2 separate regions of the Mus musculus genome follow, and region 1 is linked to region 2. A link is a contact called in public targeted proximity ligation data. All regions are on one chromosome and are shown on one strand. The core of a region is the stretch at or near the end of the contact, and the rest is flanking DNA. Distances in the headings are between cores, read along the strand shown.

Region 1 (7,358 bases), core at 14-2,513, 220 kb before region 2:
GTTTACTCATTTTATTTTTTTTTACAGAGGCAGATTGTCACTGTATAGACCAGGCTGGCCTTCAACTCGGGGTGCTAGGATTAAAGGTGTGTGTGTGTGTGTGTGTGTACACGCATGTGCACTGGTGGAAGTCAGAGGACAGTTTGGAGGAGTCGATTCTCCCCTTTAACGTGTGGGTCCTGAGGATAAAAGCTCAGGTCATCAGGCCTCGTTCTGCCTTTACCCCCCGAGGCCCCCCAGCTACGTTTAGAGCTTTTTAATAGCATTTCCCCTTTTTTGTCTTTCTAGTTCCTATTTGTGAAAGCTGTGGTTCCTGCTGCCTGTTCTGGTGTTGTGCAGGGTCCGGCTTCAGCTGGGCCTCCTCTCCTGCTGCCCTGGGGAAGGAGGCTTGATCTCCATCACCTGTGTGGATGTTGGTCCACTTGGCACCTGTAGGCACCTCCACTTCCATCTAGGGTTGTTGTTGTGAACTGTTGTGTTGAGGGAACAACGGCTTGTTCTCCCTCTCCATTGCCTGGGTGCCATTGGCTGGGACCTTCATGTCATAGACCTCAATTCACTGTAATTTTTCCATGTAATTGTGTAGTTGTAATTTTTAAGGTGTCACCAACTTTTCTTTTTTTTTCCTTTTATTTTTTTAACATTTATTTCTTTTGGTTGTGTTCACGTGCTTGTGTAGTACACACCACAGCACGTGTGAGGTGTTCGGAGAAGACTGCCTGCAGAATCATCCTCTCTACCAGGTGGGTCCCTGGAACCAAACTCAGGTCATCAGGCTTCGAAGCAGGTGCCCTTACCAGCTGAGCCATCTTATTGGCCCAGTGACCAACCTTTTCTGTGGAGGGCCAGACAGCACCTGTTTTAGGTTGCTGGTTGTGACTGCCTCTGTGGCAGGTCCTCCGCTGAGCCATGGGAGTGAGAAAGGCAAGGATGGCAAGACACTCAGGGATCCGTGGCGCCCACACAGCGCTGTGTGCAGACCCCCCAGTGCAGGCTTGATCGAGCTTGCTCTTCACAGGGGATGACATGTTCTTCTGTCCCAAGGCACACAATGCCTGGGGCTCCCAACTGCATTTTAACTTGAAAAATACAAAAAAATGAGATCAAACCCCAAAGCCCCGCTAGCTCTAGATACCACCACGCTTTTGGAGAAGTGTATAAATTGAGAAGTGAAAGACTTGGTGGTCTCTTTGTACGCCTTTAACAAGTGTTCCTGGGCAGATGGAGCCACTTCCTCTCACCTTCTCAGAACCAGAGGGCAAGAGCCCAGGGCATGTGTCATCTCCAGCCGTGTAGTGCCTCCATTCTGCCCCACAGATGTGTCTGCACAGGGGAAGGTCAGAGCTCGGACGTCCACCCTCTAGCCAGCTTAGCAGACTCTGGGATCCCTAAAGGGCTGAGAGGTTACATAGACACCCCACTAGCTGGAACCTTCTCAAAGGGGATACTGCTGCTGATGGTGAAGATGACCGTGGCTCCTTTTCTGAAAACCTTTTTACCAGTTTTCTTGTAAATAAACAGACAGAATTTAGAAAAATAAGTGTATATTTATCTGGTGTATGTGTATCTGTATGCGTGCCTGCTCATGCCACAGTGCATATGTGTGGTGGTGGTCAGAGGACAGCTTGCAGGAACCCCAGGATTGAATTCACTGGTTATCAGTCTCTGTGGCACTTTGAATCATCTTATGAGCCTGCAAATGGATTTTTACATGACCCCTTAGCCATGTATGGTGGCACATGCCTGTGGTCCCAGAACTTGGGGTGGGGGTGGGGGGTGGGGGCTAGGAATGGGGCTGAAGGATCAGGAGTTCAAGGCAAGCCATGGCTAAATAAAACCTTGCCTCAGAACAAGTCAACCAACCAACCAACAAAAACCGGATTTAAATGCTCCAGAAGAGAGAGAAAGGGCAGAGACTGACCTCGGCGTGACCTGGGTGTGTCCTGGGTGATTTGCCATTCCCTCGAGTGGCAGGCAGAGGCATCTGGAACAGGTGTCCAGGCATCCCCGGGGAAGCTCCTTGGCCCCTCTTCCCTTTCCTCTTTTTCCTTTAATTCCGTTGCAGCCTAGCTCCTTGCCTAGCCTTCTCTGCGATAAGGCATGGGGATAGATGGATCGCAATCCTGGCTCTCCCGTCCCTTCTAGTGACTTGCCCTCTCACCCACCAGATGGCGCTCTCGACCACTTGGTTCCTGGCTCCCAGTGTAGCACCACTGCCTGGGGGTGGGGGCAGGAGCAGTGCTTGGAGAATAAATGTGGGTAGGAGGGAGAGGTGCAGCTCAGGGCTCAAATGCAGCTCATGCTCGGGTCGCAGGGGAACCTGCTTCTTATTAGTGGAGGCTTTAAGGAAACACTGTGGCTTCGAACCCATTCGGCCATTCGGCTCCTAGATGACCCCCCTGGATTGTCAGGGTGGCACCCCAGAGGTAGGCTGGGATGGGGAAGGTTTTTGTTTTTTGTTTTCCCCTCCAGGAAGCCAGAAGGGTGTCATCACAGTGAGGCATCTCTCAGAACTTGATTTGTGTCCCCTGTTACTTGGGGACATGTTGGATGGGTGACTGACACGCACCAGAGACAGTGGAATGGTGATTGATCAGTGGATAAGCCTGAGGCAGCAGAGGAGACGGCTGCGCTCTGGGACATACGTGCTCTGTCTGGCAGTTTCTCCTGGCATCCCAACCAGATCTCCCTTCTGTGGTGAAGGGCCCTCCACGGAGGGCCATGTCTGGCAGGCTCTGGATATAGCCCACAGTCAATGGCTAACTAATGCAATGGCCAGGAAGCTGGACCCTCCCTCAGATCTGGAGAAGTCTCGTGTACAACTGATGTCCCCAAGCCTCCCTGGATCTGTCCAGGGCTGGACTTAGCTCTAAGGTCACATTCCTTCTGTCTTAGTCTTTTTCTGTTGCTGATAACACAAACCCACGGGCTGGGTAAGCAATCAAGAAAGGAGGTTAATTTTGGCTCATGGGTCTGGTCCAAGGTCAAGGGGCAGCATCTATGATGTTCTTGTTGGCAGAATCCCAAGGTTGCACAGGGCATCACATGGCAAGAAGCAGGGCTCTCCTGAGATCTGGCCAGCTGGCTTCTATAACAGGGCCACTCTGGAGATAACTAACTCATCAATCCATTAATCACAGGAGTGGATTAATCCACTTGGGAGGGAGAGCCCTGTATCTCTTAATCTCTCATAATGGGGATTAAACTTCAACACTCATTCTGAGAGAGATAATCCACAGTGTTTATTGAGCCCCTCCCTTCCCTGACCTTTGCCCTTACCCTCTAGGGACTTGTCCCAGCCGGCTGGCCTCTAGCAAACCCTGGTCCCAGGCTCTGCTTCTAAGCATTCCAAAGTAGGGATCCATTCTGTGTAGCGTTTGATGTGCAGCCGTATTGTGCTGTGCATCCCTGCATAGAGGGACATCTATACTCATGGGACCCTTCTCAGTTGACAGGCCTTGGGAAGGGGACCTGATTGTGGTGATGGGGAATCCATTGCTGGTGGTCCCTGCCATAGGATGGCAGAATAGCTGCTTATACTACAACTTGTAATGGCCAGGGACAAAATTCAGGGTAAAATTTACATCAGTTCCTGGTAGTTAAGAACTGCAGGAGATGGTGTGGGGGATGGGGGGTTTGCAGAGGATGCAGAGTAGGGAGGGAGGGCTGATCATCACTTACAGGACCTAAGAAAACCCTCCGCTTCCACAATAGAGGGTGGGTAAAATACTTGGTGCAGAACCTCAGGACTGAGGACAGGGTAGAGTTCCCAGCCTGCAGAGGTCTCCTGTATCAGTCCACTTGCTGTTATGGTAATGAAACACCCAAGATAGGCTAACATTTATTGGTAGGAGTCTTAAAGGCTGAAAGCCCAAAGATCATAGTGCAGTCTTGGGTGAGGGCTCCTTCTGGCCATACACCACCTCAAGGTGGAAGGGAAGGGAGGAGCCATACACAGTGCTGAGTGATCACAGCTCCAGCAGGACCAAGTGCAAGCATTTACTATCTTACCAACGGACTTCAGGCAGTTATCTTAATCATCCCTAAGAGCAACTTCTCAGTGGTCTAAGAATCTCCTGTGTGTGTGTGTGTGTGTGTGTGTGTGTGTGTGTGTGTGTGTGTGTGTGTATGTGTGTGTGTTTCAATCCCTGGCACCACATAACGGAAGAAAACTGACTTCCAAAGGCTGTGACCTCCAGAAGAGGTCCTGACACCCATGCTTGCACATCTTTTACATGACATCTTTTCGGGGATACATTCACCTCACCGCTAGGAGGAGCATCCCATGGCCTCTAGCAACCACATGAAAGGGAAAACCCTGTCCATTCAGGTGCTGTTTGGGAGATGGAGCAAGAAGGGCAAGTGGGGGGCGGGGATCACATCTGTGAATGGTAAAGGGAGGAGGGAGTGGGCTGCTGGGCTTCAAAGACTTTCAAGCACAAGAGGGTGTGAGAGGAAGGAAAGAAGGAGAGGGTCGGGTGGGATAGCCTTCCTTTGTAGTTCTGATATAGGTCCCAGATGCCCAGCAGGGGGTGTGAGAGCAAAGACTGTGTGTCTTGGTTACTTTTTGTGGTTGTGATAAGACACCAGGGCCAAGGCAACTTATAGAAGAAAGCATTTAATATGTGGGCTCAGGGTACCAGAGGATTGGAGTCTGTGACTATCATGGCAGTGAGCATGACAGTGGGCAGGCGTGGGGCTGGAGTAGTAGCTGAGAGTTTACATTCTTACGGTAAGAACAAGGCAGAGAGAGAAAGCTCTAAGTGGGAACAGCATGGGCTTTTAAAATCTCAAAGCCTACTCCCCAGTGACATACCTCCTCCAACAGGGCCACACCTCCTAATCCTTACCAGATAATTTCACCACCTGGGGAATCATGCATTCAAATACAGGAGCCTGCGAGGGCCATTTTCATTCAAACTACCACAGTTTCCAAAATCCCACCACAGAAGAGAATGTCAGCCACCCTGCGTTATCATTCTCTGTGGTGGGCATGGCCTTGGACCAGGTACTGTGACCTCACCATGGAGACTGTCAACTCACTGCCCTACCAGGGACAGGCTCTCCTGAACAGAGGAGGTGTGACATTTATCTTCAGGGTTTCCACAATGGGTTATCCTGGTCTTTTGGGAACTGTTTGGATGTAGAATCCACATGGAAACTGATCCCGGTTGTTGGAACATGCCCTTCTAGGTGGTTCTACCAGCCCGTGGGCAGAGTGCCAGATGGAACCTGCTTGTCTACTATTGCTGCTGGTGGAGACAGAGGCGGGTAAGGGTGCGTGGGGGCTCAGGGGCTTATCAGGATAGACATGTGCCTAGAAAGCGCAGTATAGGAAGTTCGGAGATAACGAAGACTGGTTAAGGTGTCAGCCCAGTAGAGGGACCTGAAGCAAGATGAGCGCACAGCGTGGCAGGGGTTGGGCTGAGCAGCCAGCCTTATCTCCAGCCACTGTAGAGATGATGGCTTCCTACAGGCTCAGGAGCATGGGTGTCTACTGTCACCTCAGCACATCTGCCCTGTCAGCCATTTGGGACCACCCCCAAGGCCCCAGCATGAGACCATCACACTGAGCTGGACACACAGCCACTTGTGCAGAGAGCCTATTCCATCTCATCCCTTCCATCCTGGGGAGGGTGGTGAGCCATCGCATTAGCCCACTTGCTACCTAAAGGCTTCTTCTGGCCTTTAGGGTCTCAAGCCAAACCTCTCTCTGAGAGCTTGAAAAGTACCTAAATCATGGACCTGGGGCTCACTTTGTGAGAAAGGAGGTCTGGCAGGGATCATCTGACATCCAAGAAGAACAGCACTGCCTAGATTTAGCATCTCTTAGGCTCTGGCTTCTAGGCTGAAGCCTGTTGCTGTCCTTCAGGGAGAGGTTGCTCCTGAGACAAGCACTGCACCTCACAGCAGTGAGGGTTTGGTTCCCAGCAACCACATCTCTCAAGAAGTTCACAACTACCTATAACACTCCAGTGTGCTCTTCAGGTCTCCGTGGGCACCAGAACACACATGACTCCCCCATCCCCCACACACGTAGATGCACACATATACATATAAATAAAACAAATTCATTTTAAATAAACACACACAAAACCCCTCATAACAGCAAAGCTGTGGTAAAGTGTAGACAGCGTATAATTCCCATTTAGGGGCTGGAGATGTGGCTGAGAGGTTATAGTACTCGCTGCTTTGCAGAAGATCCAGCTTTGGTTCCTAGCACACAAATATGGTGGTTCATAATGACCCATAATTCTAGTTCCCGGGGTCTGATGCCCAATTCTGTTTCCTCAGGCACATACATACATGGTGAGGAGACATACAAACAGGTATCACATCTACACATGAAATAAACACAATCTTCAAAAAAAATTAAATTAGCCAATTCAACTACTTAGAACACAGTTCAATGGTATTATTATTATTATTATTATTATTATTATTATTATTATTATTATTTTAGTTTTTTGAGATAGGGTTTTTCTGTGTAACCCTAGCTGTCCTAGATTTCTCTGTAGACCAGGTTGGCCTCAGACTCAGAGACCTGCTTGCCTCTGCTTCCCGAACAGTGGGATCAAAGGCGTGCACCACCCCCTCCCAGCTTAGTTCAGTGGCATGATTAAGCCATGAGATTCCCAAAACTTTTCACCTCTGCGGGAATTGAGCACTGACTTCCTGTCGCCTTCTACCCCGACCATCATCAGCCTGCCTTTGTCAGACTGCTGGCTTTAAGCACTTCACACCATAGCTGTTCTACGATTGGCTTATTTCAGTGCATGAATGGATAGTGAAAATGTGGTACATAGACACAAAACAGGTTATGTGTCTGTGAGGAAAAACGAAACCATGGAATTCATAGGAAAATATATGTACCTGGAAAGTACAATATTAAATGAGATGGCTCAAACATAGGAAGATGAAAACCACATGTTTTCCCTCAAGTATGGATCTTGGGTTGTAATGTATGTATGTATGTATGTATGTATGTATGTATGTATGTATGTATGTAAACAGGTATCAGGACAGGTAAACCCTGCTGAACCTCAAAGTCCAGAAAGGAGAACAAGAAAAGATAATATTAGGTGATCAGGATGAGAGACAGGCAAAAGAATACATGGGATGTGGGAGATGAAAAGAACCCGGGGGCAAGGAAAAAAGGGTGTGGGGAGTGAGAGGAGAGGGAAGATGGCAGGAGAGCCACCCGAGAACACATGTTGTCTGCACATTACACACTTATTTTAAAAAAGAAAAAAGAAAGCTCAATGGGTATGGTGCTGCAAGCCTTTGATCCCAGCACTTGGAAGGCAGAAGCAGGTGGAGCTCTGTGAGTTTGAGGCCTGCCTCATCTACATAGTGAG
Region 2 (7,352 bases), core at 589-3,088:
CAGAAACAGAGGGTAGAGGGAGGGGAAGGGGTGTCAGAGGGTGGGCGAGAGGTGTGAGCCAGAGGAGGCGGGCAGGTGGGCGTTGCTGCAGGGGAGGGGAGAGAATTTTTTGGTTTCTTATTTTTTTTTCTTCTTGCCGGAAAAAAAAAAGAGAAAAGGAAAAGGAAAGGGAAGCAGCATGGCGCGGGGCGGCGCGAAGCGGCCTTTCCCTTTTCCTTTTTCCTTTTTTCTTTTTTTCTTTTCTTTTTTTTTTTTCTTCCAGGAGGTGGAGAAAAAAAAAAAAAACGGTCAACGAGAAAAAAACAATTCGGATGGAGGAGAAAATAAAACACAACACAAAAATCAGAGCCACCTGGAGAGAGAGAGAGTGTCCCGTTAGAGTGGGATTGAGTGGGCAAGGGGACGCCAGCCATCACATGCACACACACACACACACACACACACACATGCACACACACACACATGTACACACACATGCATACACATGTGCACGCGCACACACACCAGGGGTCTGCATAACCTTGCGGGAAAGTGGGTAGTATAGAAACCTGGGCCTTAAAGGAAACCTCCAGACTGGGACTTAGAAAAGCCTCCTCTACAGCCCTAACTCTTCCAGCTGCCCATTCCAGCCACGCATGGAGAGAGCAGGTTCCAAAAGAAAACCTGCTTGTTTCTGAGAACTAGGGAAGCTGGAAGAAGGCATCTGCACCTATGGAAACCCTGGATCAAAAGATGCTGTGATTCTTTCAGAATCTGGGAATCTAGAAACTGTGCCTTCGGACAGCCAAGACCCCTGGGCAAGAGGCCAAGCACTCTGAAAGATCCAAACCCTTCCTGCCTAAATGACGCTACGGGTCCCCTTTCCCTGGCCAGGCCCTTGCTGAGGACAATTTAGCCCAGTGAGCAAGCCCTGGCAACCCTAACCTTCTTCAACCTGAGTCATTCCAGAATGAGCCACACCAGGCCTCCAGGCCCCAGAGAGACTGACAGCACCAGACCAGCGACAGAACTGATTCTCCTGGATCCCTGAGATGACCAACTAGCCCTACCCAACCCCTGCTCCCTGCCCAACCCCAGCCCTACCTCCCTGCTGTGGAGTCTGGCAAAGAGGGCTGGGGAGGAACAGTCTGCTGTCAGTAAATCATCCCAGCTCCTGTGGCATGAGATGCTAGACCTTGAGCCGGAAACTGAAGCCAGTGTGGAGATCAAAGAGCTGCAAGTATCTCTGGGGCACAGAGAGGACCAGGGTAGCCAGTGCCCAGGAGCCGAGGAGGCTGGGAAGGGCTTGGGCCCTGGGGAAAACAGAGCCATGTGGCTCCCGGCAGCTTCCTCTCCATCTCCATTGGTGTCTTCTTCCTTTATCTCACCTCTAGGTCGGAGGCTAGCTTGAGGGAGGAGGCCACAGTAACTGGGGCAGCATCAGGACAACACAGTTCTCAGGACACAGGATTTATTCAAAGCACTGGGAGGGTCTCCAGCTTTTTGGCTGTCTTTATACTCCTTGCTTCAAATAGTTCCTACCCTGCCACTCACGCTTAGACTACAAAATTCCAGCACCCCACTTCTAAACCTCAGGCCCCAAACCCTCCTCCCACTCTGCCTGTCAGCAGCAGCCTTGCCCTGAGGCCTTACTCTTAGAAATCCAGGCTTCTGTTGCCCTCAGTCCAGTGTTCGAGGGCCCATGGATTCAGTTTTTTGTCCTCTGCCCCCACCAGCACCTACAGCCCCTTAGGCCTGACTCCTGCTGGAGGAAGCCACACAGCTACCCTCAAGACCCTTCCGCTGCCCAGCTCTCTGCCAGCCTCATTAGCATGCGGCACTCTCCCTCTGTCACCAAGGCAACCAGCTGCTCAGCTCCCTCAGGCGTGACAGCACCAGCCATCTTGGTGAGGGGAGACCCGTTCCCTTCCTGTCTACTCCTGGCTCATCCTCAGATGACCGGATGACAGAGGCATCCCTCCCTACAACCTGTCTCCTCTCCCATCCCAATTATAGCTTGCTCTTTGTACCCTGGCCCCAGTACCCCTGGGGTGCTCTCTCCCCCATGACTACCTGTGGCATCCTGCCCCTCCTTCCACTCCTCCTACAGGCTGGCAGTGACGAACGTCAATGCCAAAGGCCCTCCCTTGGGTATTCTGTTTGGCTAATCTGGGTCTCCTCTCCTTGCTCGGAAGAGATTAAGGAAAGAATGGAGGCGCTCAGGGCACTGCATGGCAGGATACCTGGGTTCCTAGAGGAAGCCAACCCTTAGGCCTAGCATCCCAGCATGAAGGGACAGAGAAGGGGAGGCACAGAGAACCTCCAAGAGATCTGAAGAGGGACCTCAGGGAGGTCCAGCTGAGCCTGTGTCCTCACTTGCAGTCTCACCCCTGACTTGCACCCAGATCCCAGGACAACAGCCATGGAAAGAAAAAGATGGCAAAATTAAGAGACACAGACAGACATGCACAAGGACACACAGAAGGACCACATTCCTACCTGTGTACACACACACACCATATACACCCTGCACTATTGCTGATATTCAGGCCCACATCCATACCAGCAGGTTACCAGGACACCTCACACAGAGCTCATTCCCTGGTCTCCAAAGCTGACCTTCCCTTGATCTTCTCATGCCTTTCTCTCCTCTCCCTGCTCCAAGTTCCTTCTCTGCAGCCTCTGCCCTTCCCTCTCAGCCAGGCCTTCCCTGCTAAGCTCCTCTCCTTTCTCTCCTTTCTCTCCTTTCTCTCCTCTCCTCCCCCTCTCTCTCCCTCTCCCTCCCTCCCTCTCCCTCTCTCCCCCCTCTCTCCCCCCAGCTCTTTTTAATCCCACCACTTGCTCCTCTCCCTGTCTCTGTGCCCCCTCCTCCTCCCAAGCCTCTCCTCTCCCTTGTCTTTACTCTCTCCCTCCATCCATCTCTCCCTTTATTCCAGAGGAGACATCTAGAGCAAGTTAAAGTCACTAAATCTTATCTCCAGCCCTCAGAAGGCTGTGTCCACCCAGATGTGCAGGCTCTCTCCTTCTCTCTCCTTCTCTCTCACATGCATACTGGGTAAACAGTGACACACAGAGATGCAAACACACAAAGCTCTGGTGGTTCCTCCAGAGACACATGGACACACGCCACTCCATGGACAAAATAATAAGCTGGTGCCCAGCACGCCCACACAGACAGCCAAGCCAAGAGAAGATGTGCACACACAAACACAGATGCAGACACAGACACTAGGTCACCCGAGGAGACCCGAAGAGAAGAAACAGACGAGGTAAGCTGAGGATACCACAAGGAAAACGGGTTCCACTTATACCCAGACCTGTAGCCCTCACTGCCTGTCCTTCCCAGGACTCACACATCCTTGGAGTCTCTGTGCTCTTCCCAGAAGGGCCAGGCCCAGGGGTCTTAGAGTGCATCCTACCCACTACCTTCCCAGGATAGGGGACTGTGGAACAGGATGGTAACCAGGATATAGCCTTCCCTCATAATCGTTTATCCAGCGTCACTGTGATAACCTGTAAGATCGACCATAATCCAGCCTCCAAGGGTAGGCCACCCTATCTATCCTCAACCTTCCTTAGTCCCCCCAAAGAAGGAGAAGAAACGGAGGGGAAAGCAAAGATAGAGAGAAAGTTTCTAAGGACGACAGAACCCAGAGCAGCTGGGGAAGGAGAGGGACAGAGAGAGGTCCACAGACAGAGCCCTGGAGAAAGAGAGGCAAAGACAATGACGAGAGAGAGAGAGAGAGAGAGAGAGAGAGAGAGAGAGAGAGAGAGAGAGAGAGAGAGAGAGAGAGAATGGACAGAGATCTGAGAACTGCCACCCTTGCCATGGACTGGGCTGAACGAAGAAGCTGATCTCTTCCTCAAGCCATGGGCAGCTTTAGCAGAGTAGAAGAGCTGGCCCTGCTCATACCCCCCAACCATGGGACAGATCCCACCCTGCCTGTATACTCGACCACACTCCCACTGACCTGCAGCAGCACGGACTCTCTGCAGCACAGGCTACAGGCCAGCAGCCAACCCTGTCACCCCACCCCCGACTCTCTTTACATGGCCACTATAACACTTCCTAAACTGGGCAAAACCGTGTCTACCTACTCACTTCCGAGTGCGTCCAACAGTACCAGCTATGTTCCTTCACACCCCCCTTGTCATCTCTTCCCAGAGATCCTCTTCCCTTCACAGCAAGGCAGAAGGCTGGGAGCAGCATGGGGTAAGGACCTGTGCTCTGCTCAGCAGCCTCCCCAGTCAATGAGCAAAGAGGCCCAGGAAGAGGCAGTCCAATGGAGAAGTCTCCAGACTTCCTTCCCCCGGGCACCCCGCAAATGTGAGCAGGCCAGAGCTGTTGCATGGCCAATGACATCCCTTCAAATGGACCCCACGGGGAAATATGAATTACCCTAATGATAAAGGAGGCTCCACTCACCTTCCATGGGGTGTTCCTCTAAAGTCAGCCATGTTCAGAGAAGGGAGCAGGGAGAGAAGAGAAAGGAGACCTGTTAGCAAATGTGCTTTAAGAACCAAGGGGTTCCAGGTTCCCCAGCCTACCAAGGCTCTGGCATGAATAACCCAAACTAGAAACCCAAAATCTCAGGGAACAGCTTCGCCTCAGACAGGGCAGTGGCCACACGATCCCCTGAATGAGTCCTCCCAAATCAGCAAGTACAGGAAGGCAGGAAGGGACCTCTACATTTTACACCAGATCCTATTATACTAGGAAACTGAGGCCCAGAGCAGGGGCATGACAACCCAAGATCACACAGAGACAGGAAGCAGGACAGCAAGCAGGCGATGAGCAGCCAGCACCAGCCGCCAGCCGGGCTTCCCTACTCCCCGAGGCAGGCTCCTCTCTTGCACACATTCCACTGCAGCTCAGAGACAGATGGGGACATGCTCACACCAGAGACTGTCTTACTGAGCTCGCAGAGACACAATCACGCTCAATGACACACTGACACACATAAGCACCGAACGACGCACTCTTGCCTTTAGCTCTCATCCGACTCACACTTAATACAGTGCTCCAGTCAAGAATCTGCCCAGCCTATAGCCCACTCCCCACCCAGGAAAAAAAGGCGTCCACACTGAGTCAGAACACAGTTCTGTGGCATGAGGTAGGCCCTAGGTCTGATCCAAGAAAACCCTTGGATCAGAATCTGCCCCAAACTACCCAACTAAGTCACTCAACCTCTCTGTACCCCGACTACACAGATGAGAGGATGAGCTGCCCCTTCTTGCTCTGGCTCTGCCTCTATGATCAGGAGAAATGTCTTCCTTCATTCTGCTTGGCTTTTTTATTTTTTTATTTTTTCATTTTTGTTTCACAGTCTTGTTCTATATCCACGCTGGCCTGGAACTAGCTCTGTGGTCTCTAGCCTCTAACTGAGGGCTAGCCTCCTGCCTCCTTAGCGCTGGAATTACAGGCATATACTACTACGCTCAGCTTTAAGCACTGCTGGAGATTAAATTCAAGGCTTTGTGTATGCTGAACACGTATTCTACCAATTGAGCTGCATCCTCAAACTCCAGAATGTGTTTGCTTATTTGTTTGCTTGTTTGTTTCAAAACACTGAATAGGCCAGGTTGGCCTCAAACTCATTATGTAGCCAAGGCTGGCCCTAATGTCTTAATCCTTCTGCTTCCATCTCCCAAATGAGCCAAACTGTCCTCTAAATGGTTGGGTGAAGCAAAATGTCTCCAGCTGAATGGTTACCCTAAGTTCAGTCAAAATCAGAGGCCCACACTGAAGACCTCGAGATTGTGCCACACTCTATGGGCCATCAGCCTCACCTATTTAGGGCGTGGCCTGGACCTTGGCGCACACATGACGGGGAGAGAGAGAAGTGGATGTGAGCAGTTCCTTCAGCTATACCACAGCCCCTCAAGCAGGCTTTGCTCCGGCCTGCTTTGTAAGAGGGCCAAGGCTCCCAGTTTTAAACATGTCACATATCCACTGACTGAGAGGATGTTAGATGGAGCCAAAGGCAGAAGAGAGAAACTCCACAACCTACAAGCACACCAACGCTCAAGGAAAGACATATATGCAGATCCTGAGATAGAGACGAATTCACACACTTGCACACACACTCTCTCATCCCTCCTATGAGCACATTCTGTGGGCTTTGTTCTTGAGAGGGGCATTACACTGCAAAAACAAATATATTATTTATCATACACCATCCCACCCTGTGACACACATGCAGAGGCTGAGTGCAAAAACCAACACCTGCACAGCAGCCTAATGCCATTCCTGATGCATCCACCCACACCCCCACACCCCCAGTGAACACAGCCGTCTTGCCACCTACCCATCTCTTTGTCCACCCACAAGCTTCCATGTTACAAATACAGTCCACAATACACAACAGAGAGCCTTTGGCCTGCCGGGTACACAGCCAATGCTGTATAGACCATGATTCTTCTAAAGCTTCGGAGCCTCATCACGACTATGAGGGAGTTGTCCAGTTGAAGCGACCCCTGGGTACTCTGAGAACTACCGAGCTAGAACCCTTCAGTCCTAGCATGCTAAGGCCCTAGCCAGTCCCAAGCCACCACCACCTGTGCAAATGAATCGCTTTGATTTCTAGCTAGTTCCACATAGCAGATATTTCAGAAAGCATTTCCAGGCTGGAAAGATGGCGATTAAGAAAGCTCCCTGCTCTTCCAGAGGAGCCTAGTTGGGTTTCCAGAGCCCACTTGAGCAGTTCACACCGTCACCTGTAAATAGCTGCAAAGGGATCTGATGCCTCTGGCCTCCGGGGGCCCTGCACTCACGTGCACACACTTGTACCTAGATGCACACAGTGGCACAAGTGGCTAGGAGTGCTTACAGAAGACTCAGGTTTGGTTCCCAGCCTTCCCATGGTGGTGGCTCACAACCACCTATAAGCTCGAGTTCCAGGGGATCTGATGGCCTTCTCTGACCTCTGCTGACACTGCATCATGTGGTACAGTCACCTGTCCTCAGGGACACACACATATACATAAAATAACTATCTGAAAAACTATCATTTTAAAGTGTGCTCAGAAACGTGAAGCCAGCAAGCTCCTGAGATGGTAGAGTCCTTTCATCTGCTCTGTGCTGTCTCTCTCACACATCATCCCAGGTCCCTCCAGGCACACTACTCATCTGCCACATTCCACGTCAGCTTGGCTGCAAGTCTCGTGTGCTCAATGGTATATTCCCTCCTCTCTCTGAGGAGGAGACACATCTGGACCACTCTCCATCATCCCATTACCCACTTGCCAATCAGAGCCACCACGCTCCTTCCTCTCAGTGGATTCTTGCCTTTAACCTGCCTGAGGTGGCTTCAGAGCCCTCTCCTGTCTTGATTGGGCCAGACACCCAGAAAGCGCTCCTCCCCCTTTTCATA

The links.
Region 1: a targeted proximity ligation map of pro-B cells shows a contact between it and region 2, with 5 times the contacts expected there. A contact is called at or near these places in 6 of 130 datasets of targeted methods (the NIH/3T3 cell line, astrocytes, embryonic stem cells and 3 more) and 1 of 9 other capture datasets (adipose tissue).

What each region holds. Positions count from the first base shown.
Region 1 is chr19:6,658,371-6,665,728 of GRCm38.p6, reverse strand. No RefSeq gene overlaps it. Among named protein-coding and RNA genes, the nearest start is that of Gm32245, 95 kb to the right of the region's middle.
Region 2 is chr19:6,440,702-6,448,053 of GRCm38.p6, reverse strand. Nrxn2 (neurexin II) reads right to left here. Exons shown (of 23, transcript NM_001205234.2): 3 at 4,406-4,423. Among named protein-coding and RNA genes, the nearest start is that of Gm14965, 26 kb to the right of the region's middle.